4 separate regions of the Mus musculus genome follow, and all the other regions are linked to region 3. A link is a contact called in public Hi-C, HiChIP or PLAC-seq and promoter capture Hi-C data. All regions are on one chromosome and are shown on one strand. The core of a region is the stretch at or near the end of the contact, and the rest is flanking DNA. Distances in the headings are between cores, read along the strand shown.

What was found. Promoter capture Hi-C pulls out the DNA fragments that hold promoters and counts their contacts. Hi-C and Micro-C count contacts between places; a contact is called where the count stands out from the background. HiChIP or PLAC-seq counts read pairs in DNA pulled down with a chosen protein or histone mark.
Region 1: a contact with region 3 is called in a Hi-C map of regulatory T cells, with 3 times the contacts expected there. The contact joins the promoter of Nfx1 here to the promoter of Dctn3 in region 3. A contact is called at or near these places in 2 of 39 promoter capture datasets (liver and pre-B cells), 1 of 484 Hi-C or Micro-C datasets (regulatory T cells) and 1 of 9 other capture datasets (adipose tissue).
Region 2: a contact with region 3 is called in a promoter capture Hi-C map of hippocampal neurons, with 2.1 times the contacts expected there. The contact joins the enhancer-like site here to the promoter of Dctn3 in region 3. A contact is called at or near these places in 8 of 39 promoter capture datasets (the 3T3-L1 cell line, 3T3-L1-derived adipocytes, the C10 cell line and 5 more) and 1 of 115 datasets of contacts at active chromatin or transcription factors (bone marrow-derived macrophages).
Region 4: a contact with region 3 is called in an H3K4me3 HiChIP or PLAC-seq map of bone marrow-derived macrophages, with 4 times the contacts expected there. The contact joins the enhancer-like site here to the promoter of Dctn3 in region 3. A contact is called at or near these places in 11 of 39 promoter capture datasets (the 3T3-L1 cell line, 3T3-L1-derived adipocytes, the C10 cell line and 9 more) and 2 of 115 datasets of contacts at active chromatin or transcription factors (bone marrow-derived macrophages and large pre-B cells).

Annotation. Positions count from the first base shown.
Region 1 is chr4:40,969,498-40,973,456 of GRCm38.p6, reverse strand. It overlaps Nfx1 (nuclear transcription factor, X-box binding 1), which reads right to left and starts at 2,514. Exons shown (of 24, transcript NM_023739.3): 1 at 2,398-2,514. The coding sequence starts at 2,422. Gm52692 (a long non-coding RNA gene) reads left to right here and starts at 3,298. Exons shown (of 2, transcript XR_003955193.1): 1 at 3,298-3,855.
Region 2 is chr4:41,022,714-41,026,803 of GRCm38.p6, reverse strand. Nfx1 (nuclear transcription factor, X-box binding 1) reads right to left here. Exons shown (of 24, transcript NM_023739.3): 22 at 3,045-3,190; 23 at 2,226-2,330; 24 at 812-2,003. The coding sequence ends at 1,931. Among named protein-coding and RNA genes, the nearest start is that of Aqp7, 23 kb to the left of the region's middle. Within about 2 kb of position 2,408, at least 11 of the 459 cell types and tissues checked have an H3K27ac peak or open chromatin away from gene starts, as enhancers often do. A contact at or near this core is called in hippocampal neurons, where this site is marked.
Region 3 is chr4:41,721,178-41,725,157 of GRCm38.p6, reverse strand. Dctn3 (dynactin 3) reads left to right here and starts at 1,995. Exons shown (of 7, transcript NM_016890.4): 1 at 1,995-2,123. The coding sequence starts at 2,028. It overlaps Arid3c (AT rich interactive domain 3C (BRIGHT-like)), which reads left to right. Exons shown (of 8, transcript NM_001017362.2): 6 at 1-151; 7 at 364-453; 8 at 825-1,322. The coding sequence ends at 925.
Region 4 is chr4:41,071,106-41,075,067 of GRCm38.p6, reverse strand. No RefSeq gene overlaps it. Among named protein-coding and RNA genes, the nearest start is that of Gm25637, 23 kb to the right of the region's middle. Within about 2 kb of position 1,432, at least 38 of the 459 cell types and tissues checked have an H3K27ac peak or open chromatin away from gene starts, as enhancers often do. A contact at or near this core is called in the HPC-7 cell line and bone marrow-derived macrophages, where this site is marked.

The DNA of each region.
Region 1 (3,959 bases), core at 1,265-3,764, 750 kb after region 3:
TTCCGAAGGTCCTGAGTTCAAATCCCACAACCACATGGTGGCTCAAAACCATCCATAATGAGATCTGACGCCCTCTTCTGGTGTGTCTGAAGACAGCTACAAGTACTTAAATATAAATAAATCTTTAAAAGAGATTTGAGGAAAGGGACACATAAATCAGGAAGCTGTCCCATGGCCTAAGTGAGACACATTTCAGTATTTTAAGTAGTAGTTCCTCCATTAGTGAGATGTCCTCTAGCCAAGGTATCATTATAATACAAGTAAGGGGTACCAGATACCCAACAAAACACAGCAATGAGAGAGTAATCCAACCAGTTGGCGCTAGAAAGCCTGAAAATAAGGGGGAAATTTTCATCCTGGATCAGTTTAAAGACCTTACTTAGGGCAATGGATCACAGCCTGTGGGTTGTGAGGTCTTTGGGAGCATAGAACAACCCTTTCACAGGGGTCACATAAGACCACTGGAAAATACAGATATTTACATTATGATTCATAACAGCAGCAAAACTAGTTATGAGGCAACAACAAAACAATTTTATGGTTGGGGTCACCACAACCTGAGGAACTGTATTAAAGGGCTGCAGCATTAGGAAGGTTGAGAACCACTTTTGGAAGTGGATGAGCTAGAAATGATGTTAAAGTAAGAACAAAGACTATAGACCAAGGAGGCAGGGATTTCTTGAACACAGGGACTCAGCACATGCTTTGGGGCGTGTCGGTGGTAACCTAGAGCGCAGTCCCAGAGGCTAAAACTCCGAGTCACAGCTAGCCCTCACTCAGCTCTGCTTCAAATGTCCAAGGGTGTGGAAATAAGTCAGGGCGAGGAGGAGAAAACGAACAGATTCGGTTTAGAGGGCCAGTGAAGGCCTGGAGGGGAGTGACAACGTATCTGCCTAAGTTCTCCACTCTCCAAGAAGATTTTTACATTCAAGTCAAGACTGGGGCACACCAATGCAATGTGTTCTTGCACTCTTTAAACTGAGACAGGGAAAAGAACATGACCTGTACAGGCACATCCTAATAGTGGCCCATCAATCTGTCAGAAGTGCAATTGTAATTCAAGCCAATGTTGGACATTGCTGTGATTTTCAGGAAGAGCAGGCCATTATGTCAAATCTACACAGTGGGTTGTGACAAGTCGTCATCGTGGTCTTCTTCTTAATAGTAATGTTAAGAGTATGTTGTTGAGAGTAAAAGAAACCTCTGCTTCTCGGCCTCCAACCCCATCTTCCCAGACAGGATCTCACTATGTAACCCTGGATGGTCTGCAACTATGTAAACCAGGCTGGACTCCAACTCGAAAGATCCTCCTGTTTCGCCCTCCCGAGGGCTGGGATTAAAGATGTGCGCTACCATGTCTGATAGCACTGAAACATTTGGTTTACTTTAAAAACAAAAAAACTTTTCTTTTAATCTTGTGTTCCTGTTTTAGCAAGGGTGCTTTGGGGGGACAGGGACGGGATATATGCCACGTGTTTGCTGATGCCCTCCGTGGCCAGAAGAGGGCGTCAGATCGCACAGCTTTCCAGGTGGTTGTGCAAGCGAACGTGACTGCTCTGTTGAGGAGCTACTGTTCTTAAACACTTGAACTAGCGCCCCAGCTTCTCGGTTCACATTTACATTTAGGTAAATGTGTACTAATACCCCATGCAAAACGTTCCTTTTTTTTTTTTTTTTTTTTTTTTTTTTTTTTGCTGTCCACAAAATTTGAAAGCCCGGATTGACCAATACACCTTGAAGAAAATGGAAATAGCTTATACGAACAGTCAAATGAGGCTGTCTCTACCACAGGGGTAGCTCCAGGAGGGAGAGTGAGCCAACAATCAGGGAGAGAACAGGGAGGGTCTGGGAATTAGCTTACTACTCCAGGCTGACAGATGAGGTAACTGAGACTGGATCACGTCACGCACCTCAATATGGGATTTCACACCCCCTCAGGACTGGGCCCGCTGGCTGGCTGGCCCGCGCGCGCGGAACCCGCCACTCCGAGAGGTAAAGAACACACCCCTAGCACAGCGCGCAAACTCGCTGGCCTCCAGGGCCCGCTACGGAGAGTCGCCTACGCCCGGCCGGCCGGCCGTCCGCCCGCCCGCCCGCCCGCCGGACTCTGCTCCGCGCGGCCTCGGGAAGGCCGGAAGGAGCCCCGCGGGGGGCGCCAGAGGCCCACGTCCGCTCCCTTGGCGCCGGGACCCGCCCGCTCTCCTCGGAAACCCAGGGGCCGAGCCTCCCCATCCCGTGGAAGATGGAGGAGGGTTCCGTACGTGCAGCGCGCGTGGCTTGGCCCTCGCGAGCCACTGTCCCCGCGCAGCACGCACCCCACTTGCCACCGCAATGGCCCGCACCCTTCGGACTAGACTGCTAGACCCTAGGGGTCCCGCGCGGGAAACGGGACAGTACCTGAGACCGGAGGCGCCTCCGCCATCCCGTGCCGCAGCACCTCAAGCGAGCCCCGCCACCGAGCGAAGGCTGTCACCTGGTCACGTGTCCCGGATTTCCGGCGCCGAGAGACTAGTCGCTCCTACGCGCCCGGGGACAGCCAAGGGGGTGGTGCTACCTGAGCACACAGTGAAATGGCGCATTTGGGACGTCAGACAAATGCGCCGGCCCGGGTGCAAGCGGGGTTTGCGGGGGGGACACGAGTGGCTGGAGGAGACCCACCCGGACCGCAGGATCTACTGCCCCCAACTTGCGTAATTGCTTTTCGAGAGCTGCTGGGTTCTCCAGCTGCTACGCCTTTTTGTCAAGTCCTGCCATCCGCCCGGCTTCAAATGACCTTCAGCTAAGAGGCGGCCTGGAGCGGCTCACGCAGGCGACGAGGGGGGGGGGGGCGCTGTAGTAATCAAAGGGCATTGTGGAGGAAAAGACTGCAAAACAATAAAAGGTTACCTGCCAAGGGTTAGGTAGCCCACGACTTCAGGACCTGGGAGGCTGGATCGGGGGTGGGATGGGAGTGGGATGTAGTGAGTTCCAGGTCCTGGGCTACCTATCCCTGTCTGTGTAAAACGAAACACAGTATCTAAAGGACTAATAGCAAATGAGCCACAAACCGGTAGGCAAGTAACAAATACAAATGAACACCAACTGAGGTAGACAGTTTGAAGTTACTGTGTTTTTTTTTTTTTTGGAGGGGGGGGGAGAGTGGGGAAAGGGTGTCCTGATGTAGCCCCTGTTGGTATTCAGGCATTCTGCTGGCCTGCCCCCAGGACCCTAGCAACCACTTAGACCTGCCTCCACCGTGTGTGATAGGTGTGTGCTGCGTCTAAAGAGACGCCCCCAAGCGTCCCCCCCCTCCCCCCCCCCGCCACCCAGCAGCTGTCTATTGTCAGCGTCCGGTCCCCTTCTCTCTGCCCCATGGCTTTGCTCCTGTCTGTCTGACTGGCTCCATGCCTACTTGTCTGCCTCTATTCCTTTCCTAGGCCCTCACTCCTCTTCTCCCAATAAACCACTTTTACTTCAGGTCTTGTTTGCATGACGTAATTTCTCAAGGTTGTACCTTGGCACGGGCCTTGCAGTAGGATCTTCTCTGTCTCAGCCTCTTTTATAGTAAAATATAATCTTCCAAGGTGAGGTGTGGTGACTTAGACTTTAATTCCAGCACTCTGGCAGCAGAGACAGTAGTTCTCTGTGAGTCTGAGGCTAGTCTGATCTACATAGTGAGTTCCAGGCTAGCCAGAGCAACAGTACAACACTGTCTCAAACATTCTCCACGATGTGACCATTTTGGTTACAGGGCTTCTGCACTTCTTTCTAATATCTACAGACTAAGAAGCCTTCGACTGGGTGGCTTAGCCTGCCCCTAACCGAGCACATTTAGGAATCCTTCAGGAATTATATTTGAAAATCGGCCTCAGAAAGGTGAGACACGAAACCGTTGTATTTGTACTACCTGCAGTAGTGAGATGATGATGATGAGAGAGACAAGAGGAGGGAGTGGAGGGGAGAGAACAGACGTTTGTGGG
Region 2 (4,090 bases), core at 1,159-3,658, 700 kb after region 3:
AATAAAATTTAAATTAATACATTTTATTATTTTATTTTGCTGTATGAGAGTATCAGATGCCCTGCAACAGGAGTTACAGACAGTTGTGAGCTGTCATCTGTGTGTTGGAGATTGAACCCTGGGTCCCCTAGAAGAGCAGCCAGTGCTCTTATCTGCTGAGTCATCTCTGCTGATACAGCCTTGCTGCCTGCTTTTGCCTATGGCCTCATGACTCAGAAGCTAGTCGCCGTCTATCAGCCTCAGGCCTCAGCACTAGCTCTCCTTTGTCTCTCACCAGATGTCATTGTATCCACGACTAGTGTAGACAAAAGACACACTCTTCCCAGACCTGAGTGTTGTGCTCACAGACGCTGCATCTCTGATGCCCAGGTTGTGACTCCTGTAACCCTCACATCCCAGGCCAAGCAGGAAGGCCCCACTCTACCAATTGGCGGTGCTAGAATTCCCTGGGCTCTGATCCTCAGCTCAGAAGTCAGAGTTCCCTTTCTTGCATGCACAAATCACCCTCTCAGACCCTGGACGACAGCTGTTGACTTCCTGTTCTGTGTGAGGCCACAGACCCTGTACTGAACAGGCCCAAGAGACTGACTCTGCTCTTCCCATCACTTGTCTCCTGTCACCTGTCCCTGCTGCCATGTCCCCGTAATTTCCATGGAGACTGGTTTTTCCTTTAGCCTTCCGTGTCTCTCAGCTGGGTTTGGTGAGAGCCTGCAATGCCAGCACTTAGGCTGAGGAAGGACTGTCGAGGGTTTAAGATCTGAACGGCTTAAGCAACTTAGCGAGATCCTGTCTCAATAAACAAAATACAAGTAAAAATTAAGTGCCTTGTTTAATGATTTCAAGTTTTGGGAGGCTCAAAGTTTATTTTAAAGCAAAAAGAAGCCAGGTGGTAGTGGCGCATGCCTTTAATCCCAGCACTCAGGAGGCATAGGCTGGTGGATCTCTCTGAGTTTGAGGCTAGCCTGGTCTACAGGAGCGAGCTCCAGGGCAGCTAGGGCTACACAGAGAAACCCTATCTTGAAAAAACAAACCAAAACCAAAAGACAACAACAAAGATAAGTCCAGCCTATGGAGAAGAGGGGCCACACAGATGGGCACAGTGGAGACTGAAGAAGGCCTACAGTAGGATGCTTGGCGTAAACTCTGGACTGTCCACATACTTTGAATATTTGAACAGTGGTTCAGAGCTCAGATGCAGAGAGAGTCAGCATGGCTGCTGAAAGCCTAGGAAAAAAGCAACCCAGTACCGCTGTCTATGCGAGAGTCTCTACCAACCACAGAGGACTTAGGGCTACAGTGGACATGGTCATAGACCCACATTGTGAACATGGCGAGAGAGCTGGTCCCAAGTTCTTACCATTATGAGAGACAGTTAAACTGTCCCGGGGTAGGCTTGGTGACATGCTGAAAGAATGCCAGGGATTTGAGAAAACGGAACTCTATAAAGCAACCTAACCAGTCTAGAGACATCCGGGAGCTTTTGGATAAGATGGGTAGGTTTAAGACACACGATTGCAGACATAGTTTTACCAATGGTCAGGGCTTCACGTCTTTCCTCATGAGGAAGGTGAGGCCCACCAGAACAAATGGGACAACCAGACTATGGCTAGGTGCCACAAAGTCAGTTTGGGATAAAAATTCTGATTTATCCAAATAAAAGCTGATACTCCCCCAATCTCTTAGTAATCACAGTGATATGTGAGGAGCCTCTTCAAACACATGATTAAAAATCCAGTGGCCACACAGCCAGAGGTCTGTGGACAGGCCCAGACAGGGGGTTCTGACACACTCATGCTTTGGCTGTATCAGGACAAGACAGCACGTGTGCTGGGGTTCTGCCAGGCAGGAGGAACGAGCATGATTTATCTGCTGGCAAATGAGTCTCCTCCAATACACAGAATCATTCTTTTATATAAATCTATCTATCTTCTCAATCCTGGACATCAAAGTAGTCAATCACGGCCTCCTTCACTATCTTCTGTAAAGTACTGCTCCCGGGAGCCCTGCAAGGAAAGCAAAGACGATGAGCCTTTCTCTACAGGGAGATAAACCTGGGTCTTCAGGGAATTAAGGCTTCAAGTGTGTCTGATGCCCCGTCAATGTGTACTGGACACCATGCCGTAAGACAAGCCCCAGGAGGCCAGCGATGGCAGCTGAAGCCCAGCAGTTTACCCCAGCTCCTCTGCCGGCACAAGCTCAATGAGAAAGCAGCTAAGAATCCTTACTTGTCTGCCTGGTGTCGGTGATGAGGAATTGGTGGTGGCGGCCGTGTCTGTGTCTCCCTTTCAATCACACTGGTCAGCGTGGTAGGAGGACAAACAGACTTCCCTCTGTGGGGAGTAAAGCAGAGTGCTAAGATGAGAGAATCCTGAGCAGAAACAGCAGAGCCAGAAACCCGGCATTTGCTCGGGCAATGCTGCCATCGCCGCTACTGCCGCCAAGCACACCCACTACCACCTGTCTCAAGTGTGGCCAACCTGCATCCCACTTTGTTTGTCTACCCCCCGCCTCGCCCCCTGCAGCCCACCTCCTCCAACGCCACCCTTCACTATTTTTCACTGAGAAGTTCTCCCAACACCCTCAGGTTCTGATGGTGATTCTAGGTCCTTCCAGGCCCTTCCTCATACCGCCACCTCCATTTTCTCTGATGACAACATGGAGTCAGACAGAGTCCACCATTTTTTCTGTCTCCACCATGCCATGATTAGAGCCAGGGAGGTCAGCGGGAGAAGCAGGAGACAGGTGCAGGAGCACAGAGGAGCAGGCATTCTGCTCCGCCTGCAGAGGGACAACTCCATCGTCTGCCGTGGATCGGGGCCTTTGTGAGACTTGGGTACTAGGGTGCACCTGCCCTGCGCAGAGGTGTGCGCTCTGCTCTCTGCTTGGATCTTTAGGTAATGGTAAAAAGGCTATTCCACAGAAGTATAGATTTCCCTTCCGTTCCTCCAGGAGGAGAGGAAATAATAAAAGCACACAGTGACTCCCAGTGTCTTGCCTGTCCTGCTGAAGAGCTAGCCCTCCCTGTGACAGCAAGATCAACCCACCTGACGGCAGTGACCACGACATTGCGCTTTGGTTCGCTGTCATAGCTTATGCTCTCCAGGCCATAAACCTGGGCCAGGTCATGGATGATTCGGCGGTGGTCTCTGTTCATGGGGGGGAAGCAGTGGCTTTTCTTGTTATTCTTGCCCTGGTTGGAAGGAGAGAAGACTGATCATTTCCATGCCCTGGGATCAGAACAAGCTCAGGACTCCTCCTCACACCACAAGAACGCAGCTGTCTGAGGACGGCTGACTTTTACTTATGCTTTCCTGTTTGCGTCTGTGTCATTATTACTGCGCACTGTGCGCGTCAGATGATGGTGTTAGCGGTTGGTTCTATCCTTTCGCTGTGGGTTCCTGGGATGAAACTAAAGTTGTCAGCCTTGTGGAGTCATCTCGTGAGCCTGTGACTGAATTTCAGAGGTTCACTGAGTGTGAGCCTGGGATCTGACACACTCCAAACTTATAATGCACAGGCAGATGGACAGGGTTACAAACAGGAGAAGGTGGTGGAGCTGAGGGAGGCGTAGTAGGCGAGGGAAAGAGTGGGAAGGTAACCATCGGTAGATACAGCCCTGAGAGCCACTTAAACCTCAACCCAGTGGCTGGACACGGAGCCAAAGCTGTACTGGCTTCTTCTTCTTCTTCTTCTTCTTCTTCTTCTTCTTCTTCTTCTTCTTCTTCTTCTTCTTATTATTATTATTATTATTATTATTATTATTATTATTATTATTATTATTATATTGAGAATCTTACTGTGCAGCCCAGGTTATCCTGGAACTTGCTATGTAGATCAGGCTGTCCTCCAACTCACAGAACTCTACCTGTCTGTCTCCTAAGTGATGGGATAAACAGTGTTCATCACTATGCCCAGGTCACTATATCATTTCTCCATACATAGCTCATGCTGATATCCCTGGCAGTCTGTCCCCCCGATCTTCATCTTTAGTCTCCCCACAAGGAATTGTGTCCCAACTCTGAGAAAATAAGAGTGTGCTCCCTCACAGGCAACATTTCAGTCATTCTGGTGGGGGGGGGGCTTGCATGTT
Region 3 (3,980 bases), core at 746-3,245:
CTACCTATGGGCTTGGCCTCGGAAGCTACAAGGGAGAAGCTGGCACCGGAAGAACCTCCGGAGAAGAGGGCTGTGCTAATGGGCCCCGTGGACTCACCTCGACTGGGGGCACCCCCCAGTTTCCTGCCCCGTGGCAAGGCTCCCCTAAGGGGTGAGGAAGGGCTTGTTAGAGAAGGGCTTTGGGCTAGTGAGTTGAGGGAAAGTAGACTCTTCACATGCTGAATGCTGGAGGTGGTACAGGCAGGTCCCTTGATAGACAGACGCATAATTATGGTATGGGGTTCAAGTGCAGGAATGAGGAAGGAGTCTAAGTGTGAAATCTGCTTCCCCCCAAATGTGACTTCCCTGCCTTCTTCTGGACAGAAGAGCGGTTGGATGGGCCCCTCAATCTGGCAGGCAGTGGCATCAGCAGTATCAACGTGGCACTAGAGATCAATGGGGTGGTCTACACTGGTATGGGAATTACAGGGTCTATATTGGCATGAAGTTGGCTTTTTCATTGGCATGGGGGATTTTAGATTTTCTCTATGAGCATGACGTTCAGGAGTATCTGAACTTGCTTGGGGGTTTAGAGGATTGTTACATTAAAATGGATTCAAGAGTTTGTCTACAAGGCATGGGGTCCCAGCATGGTCTATGCAGCATGGTTGCCATGGGATGTCTGCTTTGTCACAGATCTGTGAGTATTTATTGCGCACCTACTTCAAGCTACCCACAACGGCATAGGAGCTTCTCACTGGTCAGAGGGACTTGTCCGTGCTTTGTGGGAGTCCCACATTCTCTCGTTTATTTTTTAATTTTACATCTCTTATACCCTTTATCAGGTATCCTCTTTGCTCGACGCCAACCTGTGCCAGCTTCCTTGGGTCCAACCAATCCTCCACCTCTACCCTCTACAGGGCCCCCTTCCAGTACCTTGCCCTGAAAGCAGCTACTGAGAACCAAGAGTCCCAATATCATTGCTTAGGGGGGGAGAAGGCACCCTCCTACCTTGATTCTTTCAGGATGTGACGCCCACTCTGGGATCCAGTCCTGGTTGATGTCAGCATGCCACCTCCACACCAAAGGGATTTATATTACGTTCCATCTACCTCACCGTAAAAGGCAGACACTGTCTCCCTAGCTAATTTCAGCAGCATCTACCAAAGAGCTTTCCCCCGAGAACCCCTATCACTCCGTCATGTAACCCCTATGTCAGTGTCACCTTTGGTACCCCACCTCTTTGAGTCAATTCTGCTCCTTTTCAGGAAGCAGGTGAAGGATTGGATTTGAATGTGAAGATGTCCCTTGGGTTGCATCTGGAAAATAAAATTGTACTTCCCGTGTCTCCTGTGCCTCCTCTTCTTGCTTGGGTCTGGGAGGTGGGGGATCCACAGACTACATTGAGCTGTCCAAGTGGAAGCAGAAGAACAAAGCTCTGAGAGAATAGAAGAGCACTTTTTTTTGAAGGGAAGCAAGCTTTCTCTACATTGTTCCCTGACTGGTCTTGAACTCACTGTGTAGAGCAGGCTGGCCTCAAACTTACAGTCATCCTTCTGTCTCTCCTTTCTCTCCTAGCACCACCACACAGAGCGCGGTCACAAATCAGACTGTTTGGGTGTACGTCCTGACAACAAGAGGCTTACGTACAAATCACTTGATCTTTAAAAGATTCCAAAAATGTATGGTGTCTCTCCCAAGAAGCTGCCTACTGATCTATGGGTATAAACCTATCTTGGAATAATAGGTATATTTATACGCTAACTCTCAGGGAATGGGGGAGGGGAGGAAATCTCTTCGAATCTTGGATTTAGAGCACTAAAAGTCTTGACAACCAAGTCCTGGAAACCAGGGTAGAACTAGGACCCAGAACGTTACCTAGGTAACCAGATTGCTTTGACATCGGTTATTTCCGACATCCAAAGCCTAAACAGTGACGTCACTTCCTACAAGGCGTGACGGTGCTCTCGGATTGGCCAGTCTTCTTATTTAGGCGGACGTCCCACCCTCAGGCTGTTCCGGGTTGCTGCGGCCAGGCTGCAGAAACGATGGCGGCTCTGACCGATGTGCAGCGGCTACAGTCTCGAGTGGAGGAGCTGGAGCGCTGGGTGTACGGGCCGGGCGGGACCCGAGGCTCCAGGAAGGTGAGGGGTCCGGTCTATTGATCCGTTTGTGGGGCAGAGCGGGACAGGAGCGGTCCACTGGCCCTGCCCTAGGGTCGGATGCTACCACTTCTGTCAGGTCGTCCTCAGCCCAGGCTCTGAAATAAATAACAAAGATCTAGAACCTCCTGGTACCAATCGGACCCTTGAGGTCCGTTCCCGAGGGGATTGGGATGGGGGAGATGCTTAAGCCTTTTTAAGATGGGTTCGGTGACAACTTTCACAAAAACTCCGCGCGCTCACAGGCGTTCTAAGGAGACCAGACGCATTTAAAAATTGATTAATGGGAGTTTCAGTAAGAGCTGAAGCCCGCAGTGGAGTGTCATCCTAGAGCCATGCAAAATTAATTGCTAAATGAATTACGCGTAGACAGGAGTCCTAGAGGAGGCAGAGCACAGGTGCTACAGGCTCCAAAGGGTGAGCGGTGAGGTCTGAGCAGGCCCAGAAAAGGAAGATTAGTAATTGAGCCCTAAGTGTCCAGATGTGGGCGAACATCGTGTCTGAATTTTGACAAAAATTTAGAGGTGCCCTAAAATCCCTTTTTACGATGTTGAAACCATTTACTGGAGCGCTTCTGGTAGAATTAAGAATGTTCTGGAACAAAGGTAATGATGTGTCTCTGTATTTTTTTGTAAAATTGTCACCAGCACATTCTGTTCCAGTTTGAGAACCAACTTTTCGAAACACTCTCCCCCTTTGGCATCTATTTGTGTGCCTTCCCTTGTGTGTTAGTCCCTTAAATATTAGTATTCACCTTTTACACAAGCCTTGAGTGAAGTCGTTCATTTCCTCAGCCTCCGGCTCCAGCTGACTCTTGACTGTTAGAATCCTAAGTCCTAGGCAGGCTCGTTCACTGCCGTGATTTCAGTTACTCATTTCACGTCTTTATGTTTCCAGTGTGTAGCTCTGTTTCAGACTTTCCGAGAACCCGATTGATCTTTGTCTACTGGTCTCCTCCACTGGGCTATCCCGCAGACATCTTAAGCTCAAACCCTTAACTACTAACTGTATTCTGCCTCTAAACTGATTCTCTTCTGTATTCTCTACGATGGGGATTGCACTGTCTTTGGGATCCCAGAGTGTTCCGTCTCCTGTACTAGACTTGATGTGGAGGGTATGAGGCTAGAGCTAGGCCAGCCAGTTCGTTCCCCAGCCTTGAGCTAAGAAAGACCTGGGTGAGGGTATTTGCATATATCATGCCCAAATATAGGGGTTAGGAACCAGGAAATATATAGTATGTAAGGATGCCCCATTAAAGCCTAAATTAGTTTATTATCTCCCCAAGCAGACAAATACTCACACCCTATCCTGCAAAGGAGAGCATGATTCATTCCCTCTCACATTAAAGGCACCTAAAGTTGAAAGACCTTCAAAGACTTGAAAGTCTACAGAGAGATAAGGATCCTTCTTCCAGGTCTTCCTTCTTCCTCCTCTCCTCTCCTCTCCTCTCCTCTCCTCTCCTCTCCTCTTCCTTTTTCCCTTCCTTCCTTCCTTCCTTCCTTCCTTTCTCTCTTTTTTTTAATAAAGATTGATTTATTTATTTATTTTATGTATGTGAGTACTGTAGCTGTGCAGATGGTTGTGAGCCTTCATGTGGTTGTTGGGAATTGAATTTTAGGGCCTCTGCTTTCTCTGGTCAACTCCTCTCAGTCCCTGCTCCATCCTGCCCAAAGACTTAATTATTTATTATACATTAAGTGCACTGTAGCTGTTTTCTGATACACCAGAAGAGGGCGTCAGATCTCATTACAGGTGGTTGTGAGCTACCATGTGGTTGCTGGGATTTGAACTCATGACCTTCAGAAGAGCAGTCAGTGCTCTTACCCACTTAACCATTTC
Region 4 (3,962 bases), core at 183-2,682, 650 kb after region 3:
GCTGCGTCTCCCACCAGTGCTCTACCCATCCCGAATCCGTGTCTCCAGGGCCACTAGAAGTTTTTAGGACATATGTCTCCTCTTGCCACTTCCCTATTCAGAGACCTTTAATGGCTTCCCGTCATTCTCAGGAGCAAGTACAAGACAGCACATGATCCCTCTCCTTGCTGCAGCCACAGAATTTCTCGGGCCCTTCACATGTAGGAACCAGGAGACCCACCCCCTCTTTCCACACCCACCCCTTTGCCTGACTTCATCTTACCCCAGCTGTCAGAACGGATGCCCTCTCTTCTAGGAAAGTGTCCTTTATGTCCCCTACCCCCAAGTTTGGGTCAGTGCCCAACTGAAACTCCCAGAGGCCCCGTGCTTGCTGCCTGCAGTGCAACTCCTTGTTTAGGAAACAGCTTCCAAGCCGAGGTGGACCGGCTCCACACACATCCAACCCTCAGCATTTGGGAGGACGCCCACTGCTGTGGAAAGACTGGAGTAATAACCAAGAAGTGCCCTCGGGTGAGTATTGCTTGGGGCAGGGGATCCAGCTCCAGAACAAAGGCCATTCTCAGTCTGCATAAGACCCAGTGTAATCCCCAGCAGAAGAAGAACCAAAAAAGACTGTCAGGACTTTCTGAGGCGATCAGAGTCAGCACACATGGAAAGCGGACATACACGCTTCATCTTGCGAGGCTTTCTCTGTAGCTCAGCATGGCCTCACACTTGCAGTCTCTATTCCTGCTTCAGTCTTCAGAGTGAGGGGTGTACAGAGGAGACCTGCCAAGCACAACTGAGAACATTAGCATTTAAGAACTAGGTGTTGGGGGGTTGGAGAGATGGCTCCGAGGTTAAGAGCACTGACTGCTCTTCTAGAGGTCCTGAGTTCAATTCCCAGCAACCACATGGCGGCTCCTAACCATCTGTAATGGGATCTGATGCCCTCTTCTGGTGTGTCTGAAAACAGTGACAGTGTACTCATATACATAAAATAAATAAATAATTTAAAAAAAAAAACTAGGTATTCGGGGCTGGCGAGATGGCTCAGCGGTTAAAGACCACTGACTGCTCTTCCGAAGTTCAAATCCCAGAACTACATGGTGGTTCACAACCACCCGTAATGAGATCTGATGCCCTCTTCTGGTGCTTTTTGAAGACAGCTACAGTGTACTTATTTATAATAATAAATCTTTGGGCTAGAACCAGTGGGGTTGACCAGAGGGAGCAGAGGTCCTAAAATTCAATTTCCAACAATCACACGAGGCTCACAACCATCTGTACAGCTACAGTGTACTCACATACATAAAATAAATAAATCTTTAAAAAAAAAAAAAAAGAACTAGGCGTTGGTTTCTGCAGAACTGGAAGCAGAGTGCAGGCAGTGTCTGAATGTGGACAGCCGAAGGGGAAGTCAGCCTGGCGATGAGAGTCTTTCCGGCAGAGGCAGAAGTTCTGTAGAATATGACCTGGGATGGGTTCCTGCTACCAAACCTCAGAGATCAGAGCCAACTCTCAGATCCTTCCTTTGACTAATCAACTGGTGTGTGGTGAACCAGGCTTCAGGGTCCTTCACAAAACTGGCTGGCAACGGAGACAGAAGGAAGTTGCCTTCTCGGAGTCTTCTTCCTGCTGTTCTCCGATTTAAGAGAGGCATTCTACCACAGGGGATGGCCTGGGTTGGGCACATCAGGTAGCAGGACAGAAGGCAAGTCTGGACAGGTGGACAGTGGAGCCTAGGCTGTGGGGTAGGGTGTGCATGCTAGTCATAGGGAGTGGGGAGGCCGAGGTGGAACCTCAGCAAAGGTCAGGGGTTGGAGAGTGACTACTGCAGCAGACGAGCTGTCCTCATTTGGTGACTGCTTCTCTGAGAGAGAGAGAGAGAGAGAGAGAGACGCTGGGTTGGGTCACATCTTTGCCATGAGGTTGGGGAAGAGATAGAAGATGGGGAACAGGCCCCTTTGTGAGGTCATTGCTCGGGGGAAGGAAAGGCAGTCACGAAAGCAAGAGGGATTTGAGTTAGCTGACAGGAGGGTCAGGGAATAGCAGAATAGGAAGGATGAGCTACATCCTTATTTGTACTGCTCCTGAGAAGGAAAAGAGAAAGCCACAGCAGCCAGCCCCCAGAGAAAGGCTTCTGAGGCAGGGGAGATGGCTGGGGGGAAAATGGCAGCTTCAGCTAGGGTTTGGGAGACTCATAGCCAAAGAAAACACCTAGGCCATAGCTAGGTGTTCCTGAGTTGTTCCTCTATGGCATGGGTCAGATTTAGCTATGACAACCCAAATATAAAGCCTGGAGACTCCCCTATATGTGATTCTGCTGAAGTCTGGCGTTGATAGGAAACACAGCTGAGACATGAGCTGAACGGAATGAAATGAGTGTTGTCTGGTCTCAAGAGCACAGTGACACTCACTTAAGGCTGCCAATGACCTGGTGAGGCCAACCCTCCTGAAGGCCCTCACAGTAACAGGGGCGTCTGACTCTGCCTTCCCAGACGTCTGAAGCCCTGGGGAAAGCCCCCTTCATCAGACTTCTCCCATCTTACTTTTCAAATCTCAGAACCTATCTCTCTGCCCCGCAGTGCTGCCTGAGTCCATGAGAATTTACCGAGGGTCTTCTACCTGCTAAGCTCTTCCCACGCATCCTGAAATAAGAAAACTGTGGGTCCTTGTGCTCATCCCTCCTCCAAAAGAAAGCTGGCAAAATAAAAGAATGGAAATAACCCAGACTGTGGGCCACAGAGAGAAGAAAGCCCATATAGCCGCGGGAACCCACAGAGCATCACACCCAGTCCAGGGGAGGCAGGCTCTGTGGATCCTGAGTGGGAAGAGCCAGTTGGCATTTGCCAGGGAGAGCACGGTGTGCTGGAGACACGCCAGCAGGTTCAGAGGAAGCCACGTGTTAAATCTTCAAGAACTCTGCAAGGCTGCTTGTTTCGTACTTTAAGAAATTAACTTATGCAAACATATAATTAGCTAAATTATTTTTAAAACAAAGGTGATATACAGTCGCTTGCTAATTATTCCCGAATTTTGCTATTATCTGTGCTCTTCAAAGCACTGGCATCTGCTGTATCTTCAAGGGAGGTGAGCACATAATTGTGCAGGGCTGCCTCTCTCCTCCCAGCTCCCGGTTCAGTGACATCACATGGACAGAAAAGCCCACGGGGAAGCTCATTACCACACTATACGACACAGATTAACTGACTGAGTCCAGGGGTTGTCAAACCACATCTGGCAGATCAAATCCAGGCAGCAAGCCAAGAAAGGTTTTATTTGCTGGGCCTTTTGACAAAGGCCTGCGGTTCCAGGTACTCAAGAGGCTGAGACAGGAAGATGGGTAGTTTAAGACCAGCCTGAACTGCTGAGTTAGCAATTACAAGGCCAACCTGGGCAATTTAGTGAGAAGTTGTCTTAAAATAAAGTAAAAAGTGGACTGGGGCGATAGCCTCGTGGTGGGGAACTTGTATATCTGTCATGAATTAGGCCCTGGTTCACTTTTTTTTAAAAAAAAAGATTTATTTATTTATTTATTATATGTAAGTACACTGAAGCTGTCTTCAGATGCACCAGAAGAGGGCATCGGATCCCATTACAGATGGTGGTTGTGTGCCACCACGTGGTTGCTGGGATTTGAACTCAGGACATCTGGAAGAGCAGTCAGTGCTCTTAACCGCTTGAGCCATCTCTCCAGCTCTCACTTTGGCCCCTGCTTGCTCCAGCCCCTGATTCAGTTCTTAATATCGTGCATACACACAAAGAAAAAAAAACAACAGAAAAAGGCTGGCAAGACGGCTCAATGGCGGCAGTACTGGTTGTGCAGTCCTGACGAGTCAATTGTTTTTTGTTTCTGGAATCCAGGTAAAGGTGGGAGTAGAGAAATGAGTTCCTAAAGTTGTTTCCTGACTGCCTGCCACATGTATGATGCACATGTATGTATATACTACCAACCCCAAAATAAGACACGCATGGTGGTG